Linked DNA regions of Mus musculus: region 1 is linked to region 2. Evidence: chromatin contacts called from public HiChIP or PLAC-seq data. All regions are on one chromosome and are shown on one strand. Each heading gives the region's core, a stretch centred on a gene start, on an enhancer-like site or on the middle of the called end of the contact. The rest is flanking DNA. Distances are from core to core; before and after follow the strand shown. Region 1 overlaps Pakap (paralemmin A kinase anchor protein). Region 2 has its middle 26 kb from the start of Pakap.

What was found. HiChIP or PLAC-seq counts read pairs in DNA pulled down with a chosen protein or histone mark.
Region 1: a contact with region 2 is called in a CTCF HiChIP or PLAC-seq map of the NIH/3T3 cell line, with 5 read pairs. The contact joins two enhancer-like sites. A contact is called at or near these places in 1 of 15 datasets of contacts at CTCF or cohesin (the NIH/3T3 cell line) and 1 of 9 other capture datasets (embryonic tail).

Annotation. Positions count from the first base shown.
Region 1 is chr4:57,858,932-57,865,799 of GRCm38.p6, forward strand. The region is part of intron 8 of Pakap (paralemmin A kinase anchor protein); the gene reads left to right. Among named protein-coding and RNA genes, the nearest start is that of Gm26138, 15 kb to the right of the region's middle. Within about 2 kb of position 3,175, at least 60 of the 459 cell types and tissues checked have an H3K27ac peak or open chromatin away from gene starts, as enhancers often do. A contact at or near this core is called in the NIH/3T3 cell line, where this site is marked.
Region 2 is chr4:57,538,296-57,545,851 of GRCm38.p6, forward strand. It overlaps a transcript of Pakap not described here. Among named protein-coding and RNA genes, the nearest start is that of Pakap, 26 kb to the right of the region's middle. RefSeq lists enhancers at 1-1,930, 4,084-7,556. Within about 2 kb of position 5,661, at least 98 of the 459 cell types and tissues checked have an H3K27ac peak or open chromatin away from gene starts, as enhancers often do. A contact at or near this core is called in the NIH/3T3 cell line, where this site is marked.

The sequences.
Region 1 (6,868 bases), core at 1,925-4,424, 320 kb after region 2:
TGGAATGGGATGTATACATCAAGATCAGCATGTGCGTCAATGTTGGATTGTCCACTAAGGCAGGCTTAACGAACATATTTGGAGATTAAGCATATCTACATTTATGTCTATCTTATCTATGTTTTTCTATCTATCTATCTATCTATCTATCTATCTATCTATCTATCTATCTATCTATCTATCTATCTATCTATGAAATCAAGAGTTCATGCAGAGATCTTTTCCAAAAGTTAGTGGCATGGGAGTGGTGAAAGGAGAGGGAGACTGTGAGTGTCCATGTCATGGTGTGGACTTGGAGGTCAGCAGACACCTTTTAGGAATCAGTTCTCACCTTCCATCTTGTTGAGCAGGCTCTTGTCTCTGCACCTGTGCTGTGTAGCCCAGGCTAGCCAATCTTCAGACTTCTCTGTAATTCTCCCATCTCTGCCTCCAGTCTCTCACTGTGGGGGTGCTGGGAATACAGATGTGCACCAACCATCTAGCTTTTCCCTGAGGTTCTTGGGAGTCAAGCTCAGACTGTCAGGGGTGCATGGTAAGCAATTCTACTCAGTCGGGGATCTTTTAATTCTGCTTTAATAGACTTATTCACATTTGTCATAAAAATTTCTTCCCTGGGGAGACAATTTTCACCCCATCTTTATAAACTCCCAAAGTCAAACCAAAGTATATTTTTTCCAAAGGTCATCCTAGGGGACCATTGAGCTTATTGAACTTATTTATAGAGCACTGGTAAAGGATTGCTTACAGGAGTGTATTGACCCCAAAGCTTTAAGTCTTTACCTAGCTTGGATGATGGCTTCCCCGTAGCTGCATAAATGTAGCTTCCCCCATTGGTTAACCTTCCCTAGTCTATGTGTTCTAGAGACCCCTGAGACCTGGAGGCTGTGTGCAGAATTACATAGATTGTGGCTGGGAGGGGCAAGAGAGAGTACTGGGAATCTCGGGTAAGGGTCCAGGGACCCTCCCCCATCTGCGCTTCCTATGAGGGAACAGACATGCTGGTGATGGTCTTATGTAAGCAGGTGCAGCTTGTCTGATGCAGATGGCGGCAGTTTTGCTCAGAGGCCAGTGTTCTAGGAAACGCTCCTGCCCTTTCCATATTTGCAGCTTACTCCTTGATATCCTCAGTGTGGTATTTGTTTGGCCCTTCTACCCACACCATTTAACCAAGCTCCTATTTTCTTCATTAAATTATGAACCAGTATTCATTTCTAGATGATCGCCTCCCCTTCCTGCATTCCATTTACCTCTGTCACTGCTGTCCCTTGTCCACCTTGCTCTGACTCCACAGTCCTCCATAGGCCACTGCGTTCTCCTCCCAGGCCCTCTGCTGGCATCATGGTTTTTAGCCCCAGCTAATGACTCTTGGACCGAGCTGTTCAGGAAGGAAAGGGAAGGGTGGGCTGTGGAGGAGGAAGAGCTCGGAGACTTCCTCGATGGGTTTTTAATGCCTTCGGGTCACAGGCCAGAGCCAGCTAAGTGCTTAAGGCAAGAAAACTATCAGGGAAAGTTTTCTCCAGTGGTTAGCCACAAGAACTTGGCTTTCCCCAACAAGTCTTACTGGTCCAGTTCTCCTTGGAATTGTTTTGGCTGGAGCTGGTTTGGCACGGAGATGGAGGTTAAGCATCCTGTCCTGGAGAAAAGTCTTTGTACCATGTGATTGCAGCCCCAGCTTGGGAGCTACTGCACAGGCCAGTGATGGTGCTCCCCAGAAGTTGGAAGCCTAACTGATGGAGAAACATTCTGTGAGCTTCTTGGCTCCTGCTTGCATGGAAGCCATGGTTTGCCTGCGTCAACTGCATTACTTCATTGTGGAACCTTCTGGAAGTCCATGTAGCTGATGGGCAAATTGGACTATTTGATTCACTATGACAAAATACTTGGGGCTGAGTCATTTATAAACAATAGAAATTATTGAAATTTCTCGGAGTTGTAGAGATTGGGATGTCCAAGATTAAGGTCCCAGCAAGGACCCATATCCTAGATTATAGAGGGAACCCCTTCTTGATGTACTCATGTGGTGGGAAGGCAACTAAATAGATCCCTGTGTCTTCTTTCATAATGACATTAATACTATCCATGTTGCCTCTGACCCCATGGTCTGATCACCTTCCCAAAGTCCCCCCTAATAGCATACAATCGTAACTACATTTCAATGTATCTGTGAGGTTCCCGGAACACCAGACCATAGCAGGGGGTATTTCGAATTCTCCACTCAGTCTCTTAATGGAATCCGTCCCCATATTGCTCCAGCTTTACTTCTGCCATGTAAACAATTGTTAGGTGTAAGGAGATGCTGCTGCCTAGTCTGGTTCCCCCAGCTGGTGTGCCTGTCAGGCTTCCTGCCTCCCCTACAAGGATTGAATTTACTGTACAAGATGCCCGAGTGCCAGGGTTGGCTCACTGACCTCCAGTTACCCGGTCCCAGCGACCTTAGAACCTAACCTCCCACTTTAGGAATGTGAATCTCCCTCCCTGTGTCTTAGTCACACTGTGCTCGTTTTCATCCTTGTAAGAAGACATTAACTGCTTGATGCTTCTCTAATCACAGCATTCAGGAGGCAAGAGGCAGGCAGATCCAGTTCGAGACCAGCCTGGTTCACATAGTGAGTTTCAGGATAGCCAAGGCTATGCTATGTGTAGAGAGATATTGTCTTGAAAAACCAAACCAAACCAAACCAAACCAAACCAAACCAAACCAAATCACCACCACCACCCCCCCCAAAAAAAAAGAAGAAAGAAAGAAAGAAAGAAAGAAAGAAAGAAAGAAAGAAAGAAAGAGAAATAATCTGAGTTTATGTTCTGTCCTGGTTTTCTTATTACGTTGAACACAGTCATAGTCATAGTGTGATGTGGACAGACTCCACTCCTTCGTATTTACATTCAGAATATGTAGAAAAGATACAATGTGGGGTGTCCTAGGATCGCAGCATGGAGAGAGGAACCAAAATTAAAGTGAATACAAATTCAGGCTTCTTTCTTTCCGAGCCTGGAAACCTCTGGAGTGTTGCTTGGCCAGCCGGCCTCTTACTTAGTTTGCGATCCCGGAGGAAGTTTGACACATTACTCCGGCAATTTGTGGGTTGGAACTTCTGGCTCCAACATGGGTCTCATGAATGAAATATTGCTAGGGTTTCCTCTGCACCGCTTCATGTTTCCTGCCAGAAGTGACTCAGTAGGTTTTGTGTGATTCAGATCAGATTAATGATATTAGGTGATGAAAGATAATGTCTGAGCTCCTTATCTAGTAGAAATCATGCTGGCCACATGCTGGATCCTAAACAGTAAGCAGACAAAGTCTGCTGAGAGCGAGGGTGCTGTGACCTAAAAACCCCCATTCCCTGGATATTGAAAAGACATTTGGATGGTGTTCCTCACTCCCTCCTTTTACAAGAGTGGGGTGAAGGCCCATAATTCCTGCCTGGGGGGCTGAGGGAGGGGGTGTTCGAAGCCCGTCTAGGCTAGAGTTAGCTGGGAGCCAGTTTAGGCAACTTGACAAGATTCTTTCTCAAAATAAAATAAGAGGGAAAGAGCTGGAAGAGTTCAACAGTAGAGCACTAGCCTAGCATGCGCAAGTGGGTTCAATCCCTAGTGTTTCAAAAAGGAGAGAAAGAAAGGGGGAAAAGAAGTCCCTTGACAGATTTATGAGCCGAATTAATGGGAAACACATATATTAGGGTAAAATTCCCTTGAGAGAATGGGGTTGGGGGGTTACCCAAACATCCTTTTAAACTCACGTGAGAATTACGAACTTAATTAAGAGCTTCCCAGTCTTTGCATATTGTGGACACCAGCAGACACTTCTCAGTGTGTGTATCTATTGTTAGGAACTCGAGTTTCACTTCCAGGCCAAGTCCAGCTGGCTGTGTGAAGTAGCATAAGCTTTGTGTGGAAGGTCCCACAGGTGGTTGGTGTCCACCGCTGTTTCCGGAACATTCTTTGCTGATGTAAATCTAAGCCATGCTAGCTGAAACTTAACACAAGACCTTAAAGCTGTGTATAGTACTAGCTACTTCATGGGTTCCCATTTGTCACCTACTCCTTCCAAAAGCCCTTCAAAATAATGGTCAAAATGATAGGAACACATGAGGCTATGTGCACAGATGCCTACACACAAACATGCACATACATGAGTGCGTACACACACACACAAACTTTTTTTTTTGAGACAAAGTTTTACTCTATAGCCCAGGCATCACTGGATCTACCTACCTGTCTATCTATCTATCTATCTATCTATCTATCTATCTATCTATCTACCTATCATCTATCTATCTCTATCTATCCCTCCATTTATCCATTCATCTATCCATGTATCTATGTAGCTTTTGCAAAGGAAAACCATATTGCCATTCTCCTGAGAATTAGACTCCCAGCTATCCTCTGTGACAAGCCTGTGTATGGTAATGACTTTCAGAAAAAGCAAAGCATCTCACTTCAATTCATATCATATCATATCATATCATATCATATCATATCAATTCTCTCTCTCTCTCTCTCTCTCTCCCTCTCTCTCTCTCTCTCTCTCTCTCTCTCTCTCTGTGTGTGTGTGTGTGTGTGTGTGTGTGTGTCTGTGTGTGTGTGTGTGTTTCTGGGGGAAGGGGGGCTGCAGAAGTGTAGCAAAGCTACCCTGGTAATCTGCATGGCTCCTTGATGTTTTAATGCCTCAGTTACAAATAAGCTAAATTGCTGGTACTTGCCAAATATTTAGGCTAAGGGGGTGTACTGGGTAGTTTTGTGTCAACTTGACACAGCTGGAGTTATCACAGAGAAAGGAGCTTCAGTTAAGGAAATGCCTCCATGAGATCCAACTGTAAGGCATTTTCTCAATTAGTGATCAAGGGAGGAGGTCCCCTTGTGGATGGGACCATCTCTGGGCTGGTAGTCTTGGGTTCTGTAAGAGAGCAGGCTGAGCAAGCCAGGGGAGGCAAGCCAGTAAAGACCATCCCTCAATGGCCTCTGTATCAGCTCCTGCACCTTGCCCTGCTTGAGATGCAGTCCAGACTTCCTTTGGTGATGAACAGCAGAGTGGAAGTGTAAGCTGAATAAACCCTTTCCTCCCCAATTTGCTTCTTGGTCATGTAGGAATAGAAACCCTGACTAAGACAAATTGGTACCAGCAGAGTGGGGTATTCCTGTGACAACCTGACCATGTTTTGGGGAGGACTGTGGAAGGACTTGGAACTTTGGGCTAGAAGATCCATTTGGTGTTAAGAGCTCTGTCACCTGTTGTGTAGGAGCTTGGAAGATAATGTTGAGAACAGTGCAGAAGATGGAGGCCTGGCTTGTGAAATTTCAGAGGGAAAATTAAAGACTCTTTTAAGGGCCAGTGCTATTTTGGAGTTTGATTATTCTGTGGTTCTGGTTAGCTGGGCTGGAGAATCAGCTGTGATTAACAAGATACCAGAACTACTAAAGCAAAACCTATGCAGTACTGGGACTATTGATACTGGTTAGCTGGAGCTAAGAAAATTAGCGGTGATTAAGAAGAGACCAGCATCGTTGAGGTGACATCTTCTGGGAAGTGTTTTCTGAAAGCACAAAGAGGCTGTGTTCCAGAGATAGCCAAGGTTGTACTCTTGCTGCAGCAGGACTTGGTAATATGTAAGGGTCACCCAGGTGGTACTGGTTTTGAAGGCATGAAGGGGTCATGCAGAGCAGCTGAGGCTCAGCACTGTGAGAGGCCATGGAAGGCCATTGGTGAAGGTGCAGCCTCAGTTGCAATTGATGGCCCAGGACTACAGGGGTCATGCAGTGTTTTAGAGTTGCCAGTACCATGAGATGACCACCAAGAGCAGCAGCAGTGGAGGAGCCCAGAAGATCGTGAGTTGGATCCCAGACACTGGATGGTTGGAGGTTGGTTTTAGCTTTTGATTGTGACTGTGCCCTGGTATTTTTCCCCTCTTGAAGGAAGTTTTTTTAGTGAAGCCCACAATTAAGAGACTTTTAATTGTAAAGACTTTGGATTTTAAGAGAGATTGAAATTTTAAGAATTTGTAAAGACTGTGGGACTTTTAAAGTTATTTAGATCTTGGGGATGAATAAGAAACTAAGGGTTGAGGCTTACTAGTGATGTGTTTGTGTGTCAAGTTGACAAGGGGTCAATTGTACTGGCTGGTTTTGTGTCAACTTGACACAGCTGGAGTTATTACAGAGAAAGGAGCTTCAGTTGAGGAAATGCCTGCATGAGATCCAACTGCAAGGCATTTTCTCAATTAGTGATCAAGGGGGAAAGGTCTCTTGTGGGTGGGACCATCCCTGGGCTGGTAGTCTTGGGTTCTGTAAGAGAGCAGGCTGAGCAAGCCAGGTGAGGCAAGCCAGTGAGTAACATCCCTCCATGGCTTCTGCATCTGCTCCTGCTTCCTGACCTGCTTGAGTTCCAGTCCTGACTTCCTTTGGTGATGAACAGCAGTATGGAAGTGTAAGCTGAATAAACCCTTTCCTCCCCAATTTGCTTCTTGGTCATGCAGGATTAGAAACCCTGACTACGACAGGGGGTAAGTTAGCTCTTCAGGCTGGTTGTCTTGTTGGTTTTCTCTGCCTTTTCATTTTCCAGGAGGAAGCTTAGCCATTCGTTTCAGAGTTGCATTCATTCCCTGAAATCTACAAATGAACTAGGCTAATCTGAATATGAGCAGGGATTAGTAATCACTCTGTTGACTGAGTGAAGTATCTTTGGTGTCATGAGATCACAGTCAGTGACACTTGATCATCATGGAGCATCACTTGCCTTCTATCTCTGTTCCTTTGAGCTGTCCTGTATTTCATTGATCTGAAGCCAGCAAATGCCTTTCTTTGTAAAGTACCCACCATTTCAATAGGAAAATAAGAAAAGCCTGCATGAATGCATTGTTCTTTTTGGACATCA
Region 2 (7,556 bases), core at 4,411-6,910:
CAAGGGAATGATAGCCACTTCCAGTGTCCCTAGCAGGGAACAGATGACCCTGTCAACCCCCTGGGATCTGAATCCCAGTAACTTCTAACTACTTAGCCTCTTGTTCTAGGATCTGCTCCCTGATAATGGATTTGGGATGCCAACAGGCTGAGAGGGCCACTTAGAGACAATGGCCAGATAGCTCCGTGGAGAGTGTGGAGGAATGTGTCCCCCACTTCATCAAGATAGTCACCCAGTACAGTGTAGAAGCAGAAACATGGAGCAATATATAAGCTATAAAATAGATGTGTGTGGTCCTATGCATTCACACTTAATCATTTAATTCAAATTTAAAGTCAGAGTTAATGGAAGAAAATATTAATTATTATTGATGAATAACTGTGAGAACCCTGCCGAAGTGTCCTCAAACCTAAAAAGAATTCTACCCAAAGAAGGAATGTCTAACCTTTGAACATGTGACATAATAATACCCTTTACAAAGTTACTAAAAAAAAAAAAACTCAAAAAATTTTAAGTAAGCGTACAATTTTTTTGTTGGGCAGAATTCATAGCTGCTTTCTACTGTAAGCAGCCTCTGGGCCTCATGCTGACTACCCCGGCTAGCCCAATAGAGAGATGCATAGCTGCTAGCTCCAGGTTGCTGAAGGGGGATGGATGGATTCGGCTCTATTTTAGGAATACAGTCTCTCCCCTCACATCAACCTTATTTGATAATATTAGTTCTAATTTGCATTTTGTAGATGAAACGTAGGCATAGGGGATTAATACACACCCACCGTAGCAGAGCTACTGTGGAGTCACCTAGAACTGAACCCTAAGCAGTCTGGCTCTGAGCAGATTTTGGTTGGTTGGTTGGTTGATTGGTTGGTTTGATTTGGTTTGGTTTTTTTGAGACAGCATCTCTACATAGCTCTGGCCATCATCCAACTCTTTCTGTAGACCAGACAGGTCTGTAACTCACAGAGATCTGTCTACCTCAGCCTTCAGCATGCTGGGGTTAAAAGCAGCATCCATTCCTGGCTTCTAGAAGGATTTTAAACTGGCACAAATGGAAAGAGGCCACAGCAGGTCAGAGATGGCAGAAGGGATGTGACCAGAGCAAATCCTGGGGAGCAAGTCCAGAAAGACTGAGGGCCTAAGGGCAGAGAGATCACACTGGAAGTACCAGCTACTGTTGAACGGCGGCGAAAAGGCTTGAATACATTTTCTGCTGGAATGCTCATTTTTGTTGATTGAGAATATCAATATACATATACTATGTTTTGGTCAAGTCCACCCTTTAACTCAACCTCTGTCTCCATAACTACTATCTCCTCCTAATTTCATGTGCTCTCTTCTCTCTCTTTCCCCCTTTTAAGCCCACAGACCCCACTTAGTGGTGCCAGTGTGTCCTTGGTATAGGGCCATCCACTGGAGCATGGGCCACCTCCCCGAGTCTGAATCCTTGAAGACAGCTGAGCTCCCCTCTCCTAACAGCTACCAGTTGCCAACAGATTCTCTGTTAGGGGAAGGACTTCATGACCACCTCAGCCCTCCATGTGGGGCTTTTTGTCTAGTTTGGTCTCGCTCAGGTTCTGCCTCTGATGTCAAGGCTGCCGAGAGTTAATGGGTGCAACTGAAAACTACTGTTTGTGAGAGGCTTCTGCCTTATGCTTTGCACAGTGACTAATGGTTGGTCTCTGTTAATCACCATCTACTAGAGGGAAGAGATCTCTCTGCTGAGGGTTGAGAGACGCAATTATCTTTGGGTATAACTATAAGCATTTAGCTTTAATTCCATATCTATTTTTGCATTGGGTTCTCCCCCAAGGCCTTTGACCTACCAAGCTTCAGGTTCTTGGTTCATTAGCAGGGAAAAGCCAAGACATTTTATCCTGCTGTATTCCTCATGGTGTCTTTCTTATGTGTGTGCCCTTGTTTTATGAGTGGCTGGCATCAAGCTGTGCCACCCAGCTGGATTCCCAGTTACTAAGTCTCCCTAAGGGTTCCCTGATTATCAATACTTATCAAGTGGGTATTTTACTCTAGAAATGCTATACAAAGTATATTCTATTTTGTTTCTGGAAATGGCTGACAGCTTTGACTCGGGGGCCTATGAAGAAGTGGTACAAACTCTTACCCAACGGTGTAGAATCAAAAGATGAACATAAATCTAACCGTCCTCCCTGCTGGTCATTTGCATGATGTAAAACAGTGTCTGTGAGCAGGAAGCATCAGCCGTGGCTTTGCTAAATGCTGCTTGTGTGAGCAGGGGGGTGGGTGGATGGGGGTGTTGGGTGGGGTGGGGTGGGGTGGGGTCATCAAATTCCAATCAAAGAGTCATGTTCTCACTGCTGAAATACTGTGGCTCCATCATTTCAAAGAACACCAGCTGCCAAGTTGCTCCCTTGACCAGTTTTACCAAAATATTTACCAGCTGAGAGTCATTTTCACGCTGCGGAAGCTGGTGGCCATCTTGATATTTACCTGTTTAATTTCTTCTAGGGCTCTCAGCTGATGAACCATTAGGTGAAGGAGACTTTTGTCTTTTTACTTTAACTGAGTGGTGGAAGAACTAGGGAGATAAGATCTGATCAGTGGCTTGGGCTCAGCTCTGTGCTCTTCCCATCTGGGCTGGGAACTGAGCTGCCCTTCTGCAGGGGGCACACCAGCAGCCCAGCTTCTCATTCTCAATACAGGGCAGGGTTTTTAGGTCACAATACACAATACATAATAAAGAACAAGAAAAAGAGGGTGATAATGGGAAGGATACAAGGCTGCAAGTCCAGATTGCCTTTGCTCTCTTGCTCTCTTTCCTCCTCTTCCTCCTCCTTCTCCATTTTCTCCTCTCATCCTTCCTTTTCTCTCTTCCTTTTTTTTTTTTTAGGTTTTGTATATATGTGTTCATGTGTATGCATAGGTATGTGTGCAGACAAAAACTGATATTAGGTGTCTTCTCAATCACTGTTCTAATTTTTTTGAGACAGGGTAATGTCTCATTGAACCTGGAGCACACTGATTTTTGGCTGGAATGGCTGTCCATGGAGCCCCAGGGATTTCCTTGTCCAATCAAAGAGAACTCTGCTATTTGATTAGAATTTGCTGAGCCCTGCTCCAACAAGCAACATTTAGCAACATAGCTGATGTTGTATCTGGGGATTTCAGGTGTGCAGCAACACACCTGGCTTTTTATATTGCTGCTGGTGATCTGAACATAGGTCCTTTGTGCAGATACTTTACTGGCCAAACCCTCTCAACCCATGTGTTTGTATTTTTTACCTTGATCAATGATTGGTGCTGATGTTGATGTGTTAGAAAGGGGATCATGGTGTAAACATGTGCTGACAGTTGCCTGTGTTAGAAAGGGGATCATGGTGTAAACATGTGCTGACAGTTGCCTGTTTACGCGCTGGAATTTGGAATGTACATATACACATATACGCATATAAGCATATACGCATATACACATATACACATATACACATATACACATATACACATATACACATATACACATATACACATATACACATATACACATATACACATATACACATATATACATAATCAGGAGGGAGAAGCTTCCTTTTCTCTCATCCTCAAGGCCCTGCTCCAGGCTGTGTGTATACACAAGCACCAGAAACCCAGCGTAGATGACCTTCCTGGGTCCATGGAACAGGGTAGTTGACAGTGGAGCAAACTGACACCATGTGTCTTCTGAAGGGGTGATGATTACTCAGACCCAGACTCGGTTGTCATATAGACATTCTTTAAACGTGAACAACCAGTTTTATGTTAAACCCTTTCTATGTTTGTCTCTTAGAGGCAACATCCTTCTATATAGCCCAAACTGGCCTCAAACTTATGGTGATCCTCCCGTCTCACCTAATTGCTGGGATGAAAAATCACATGCCATCATTCCTAGCTTGTTATCTTCTTTTGAAAGACAGAGTTTGCTCTCCCACCCTAGACTGTATCATGGCCACTGATTTTTGGATGTCTGCCCTCCAGTCTCAGAGCTACACAGTTCATCGTGAGGATTTCAAGCAGCAAACACTCTAAGACAGAAGCCATTGCACCCAGGGACCCTTCCCTCTCCACCCGATCCTCATCTCTGCCTCTTGCTGAGCCATCTACTTAAGGTGTGAAAACTCCGGTGACAGCAGATGCTGGCGAGGATGTGGAGAAAGAGGAACACTTTTCCATTGCTGGTGGGATTGCAAGCTGGTACAACCACTCTGGAAATCAGTGTGGCAGTTCCTCAGAAAATTGGACATAGTACTACTTGAAGACCCAGCTATACCACTCCTGGGCATATACCCAGAAGATATTCCAATATATAATAAGGACACATGCTCCACTATGTTCATAGCAGTCTTATTTATAATAGCCAGCAGCTGGAAACAATCCAGATGTTCCTCAACAGAGGAATGGATACAGAAAATATGGTACATTTACACAATGGAGTACTACTCAGCTATTAAAAACAATGAATTTATGAAATTCGTAGGCAAATAGATGGAACTAGAAAATATCATCCTGAGTGAGGTAACCCAATCACAAAAGAATACACATGCTATACACTCACTGATAAGTGGGTATCAGCCCAGAAGCTTGGAATATCCAAGATATAATTCACAAAACACATGAAACTCAGTAAGAAGGAAGACCGAAGTGTGGATATGTCGGTCCTTTTTAGAAGGGGAACAAATTACTCATGGAAGGAGATACAGAGACAAAGTGTGGAACAGAGACTGAAGGTATGACCATCCAGAGACTGCCCCATCTTGGAATCCATCCCATATACAGTCACCAAACGGAGACACTATCGTGGATGTTAACAAGTGCTTGCTGACAGGAGCCTGTTATAGCTGTCTGCTGAGAGGCTTTACCAGTGCCTGACAAATACTGAGGTAGATGCTTGCAGCCAACCATTGGACTGAGCACAGGGTCCCCAATGGAGGAGCTAGAGAAAGGACACAAGGAGCTGAAGGGGTTTACAGCCCCATAAGAGGAACAACAATATGAACTAACCAGTACCCCCAGAGCTCCCAGGGACTAAACCACCAACCAAAGAGCACACATGGTGGGACTCATGGCTCCAGCTGCATAGGCAGCAGAGAAAGACCTTTTTGGTCATCAGTGGGAGGAGAGGCACTTGGTCCTGTGAAGGCTCTATGTCCCATTGTAGGGCCAGGAAGTGAAAGTGGGTGGTTTTGTGAGCAGAGGGAAGGGAAGGGGATAAGGGGTTTTCAGGGAAAACCAGGGGAAACCAGGACAGGGGATAACATTTGAAATGTAAATAAAGAATATATATATATATAGGTGTGAAGTTCATGTGCATGTTTCTAAACATACCAGCCAGGAAGCCCTGAATTTTGCAGGCAGTTCTGTTTCATTTGTTTGCAAGTGCCTTTTCTGTGCATAGTGTACCCCCCCCCCCACACACACACCAAAAGGTCTAAGAAGTGAAGGGGACTCATGGTGTGAGCATTTTCTGTCCATATCCCTGGGGGAGGGGTCCCTTTAGTACTCAGTTATTCAAATGTGTATTCATTCTGGAAACATTTGAAGGATGTTTACATTGAAACCAGATGCCGGCTCCACAGACGGGGGAGGGGGGGCATTTCTGTGGCTTTTACTACTTCTCTCAGGGTTCTCAGTGGGGTCTTTGTTTCACTCAGGAGGCCAAAGAATGTGTCTTTTGTTTGTTTTTCTTTGCCCTGAGGGCTGGCCAGCCTCTGGAGAGAACCCCTGGCCATGCTGAGATTTGGCTAGTAGCCCTTTAGTTTTGCTTCTGAAAGTCACACCCACATTTGATGGTTCAAGGTTTCTGAGTGGCTACGTGCCTGGGCTTCTCCACAAGCTCTTGCTCTTTTCCCTCCTCCGTGTGCTTGAGGTTTTTACAGAGGTCTGGGCAAGCACTCAGCTCATGCTCCCAAATCGAGACGGTGAGCTCCTGCAGGAAACCCAGCAAAATGAAGCTAGGACTTCTAAAGACGTTGGGACCCTTCAAAAAGGCCATCAGCAACCGCAGCTTTTATTTAGTGGCTGAGCTGAACGCACAGCCAGGTAAAATGCTGGAAGGTCCATTTGTTCAAGGTCTCCAGCAATTGGTCTGAGGGAAGATGGAGAGACCTGAGTGTCCTTGATCTGAGCTCTTGACAGTGGAACATGTAGCAAGAACCAGAAATGGAGAAGGTTTAAGAGAAATTTAATGGCAGCAGAAACGTTTTCTAAGGAACAATGGTCTGCTTATGCTTTTGTTTGGTCTGACGCTTCTTTTTATTTATCAAGAGAAAAAATTTTTGAATACCTAATATATACTAACCAGACTATGTACTAGGAATAGAAGAACCCACAATAGTATAGTGTAAAAAATATAATATGGAGAAAAGAATATATATGATGGTAAGAAATCAGAGAAAGGCACCTGACGTAGACCAGGTAGTCTGTTGGTCCAAGAGTTCTCAGGATGGAGGTGGCCCCTAAGGTGAGCATGCGTGGACAATTCCTAGACCATAACTTCTCAGACGTTCATGTGCTTAAGTATCACACAGCAGTCAGTCTTGTTTTATGGATGATTTCAATCCAAAGGACTGGGAAGGAGCCTGACTTCTGCTTTCTTAGGATCTGTGAAATGTCAGTGTGCCCTGGCTAGCATTGACTATCGACGTGATGCTGCCTGGAATTACCTGTGAAAGGCTTCAATAATTATCTTTTTATTGGTTTGTTTTGTGGGTGTGTCTGTGAGGGATTGCTTTGATTACTAATGGATGTAGGAGAGCCTAGCCCACGGTGTGTGGTACCATTTCCTGGGCAGGTCAGGACCAAGGTGAGGATGGGCCTGAGCATACTAGCCAGCAAGCAGAATGTCTCCTTGGTTTCTATCTTATGTTCTTGCTTGAGTTCCTGGCCTAGCTTCCCTCAACGATGGACGGTGGCCTGGAAGTATAAGCCTAACAAACCCTTTCCTTCCCTAACTTGCTTTCGGCCAGAGTATTTTATCACAGCAACAGAGAAGTAACTAGACTAAGTAGGAAGGAGCTAAATGATGACCTGATATCAGAAGGGGGAAAAGGACACGACACAAATATCTCAACCAAAGGAATGTCCTGTCCAAAAAAGGAGATGGAGAAGCCCCTTGCCTAGGAATGGAAGTGTACAGATGAGCTTGACGACAGCAGCCGGGACAGGGTCACAAGCAAGCTTGATCACAGAATTCAGGACATGGGGATTTTTTTCTTCTTCTGAGAGTAAGAGGAGTACTCTTAAAGAGGTTAAAGACAAATGATGTCTAGAAGCACTTCATTTTAAAAGGGTCTCCCTGTCTGCCATGTGACAGTACCACACTAAAGATAGGAAGAGTGTTGTAGGAAAACTGTGCTGATCTACTTGAAAAAAAAGAGAAGATCTTGAACCAAAATCATGGGGAAATCAAACACCCAACTTCTGAAGGTTACAGAGCTGGATCTTGAAGTCTTTTAATGTCTGTCGGATCCTACCCATCTCTTAATAAACAGCATATTCAATATCTACATGAGTTAATTGTAAATGAGTCTTGGTCCCTATGATAC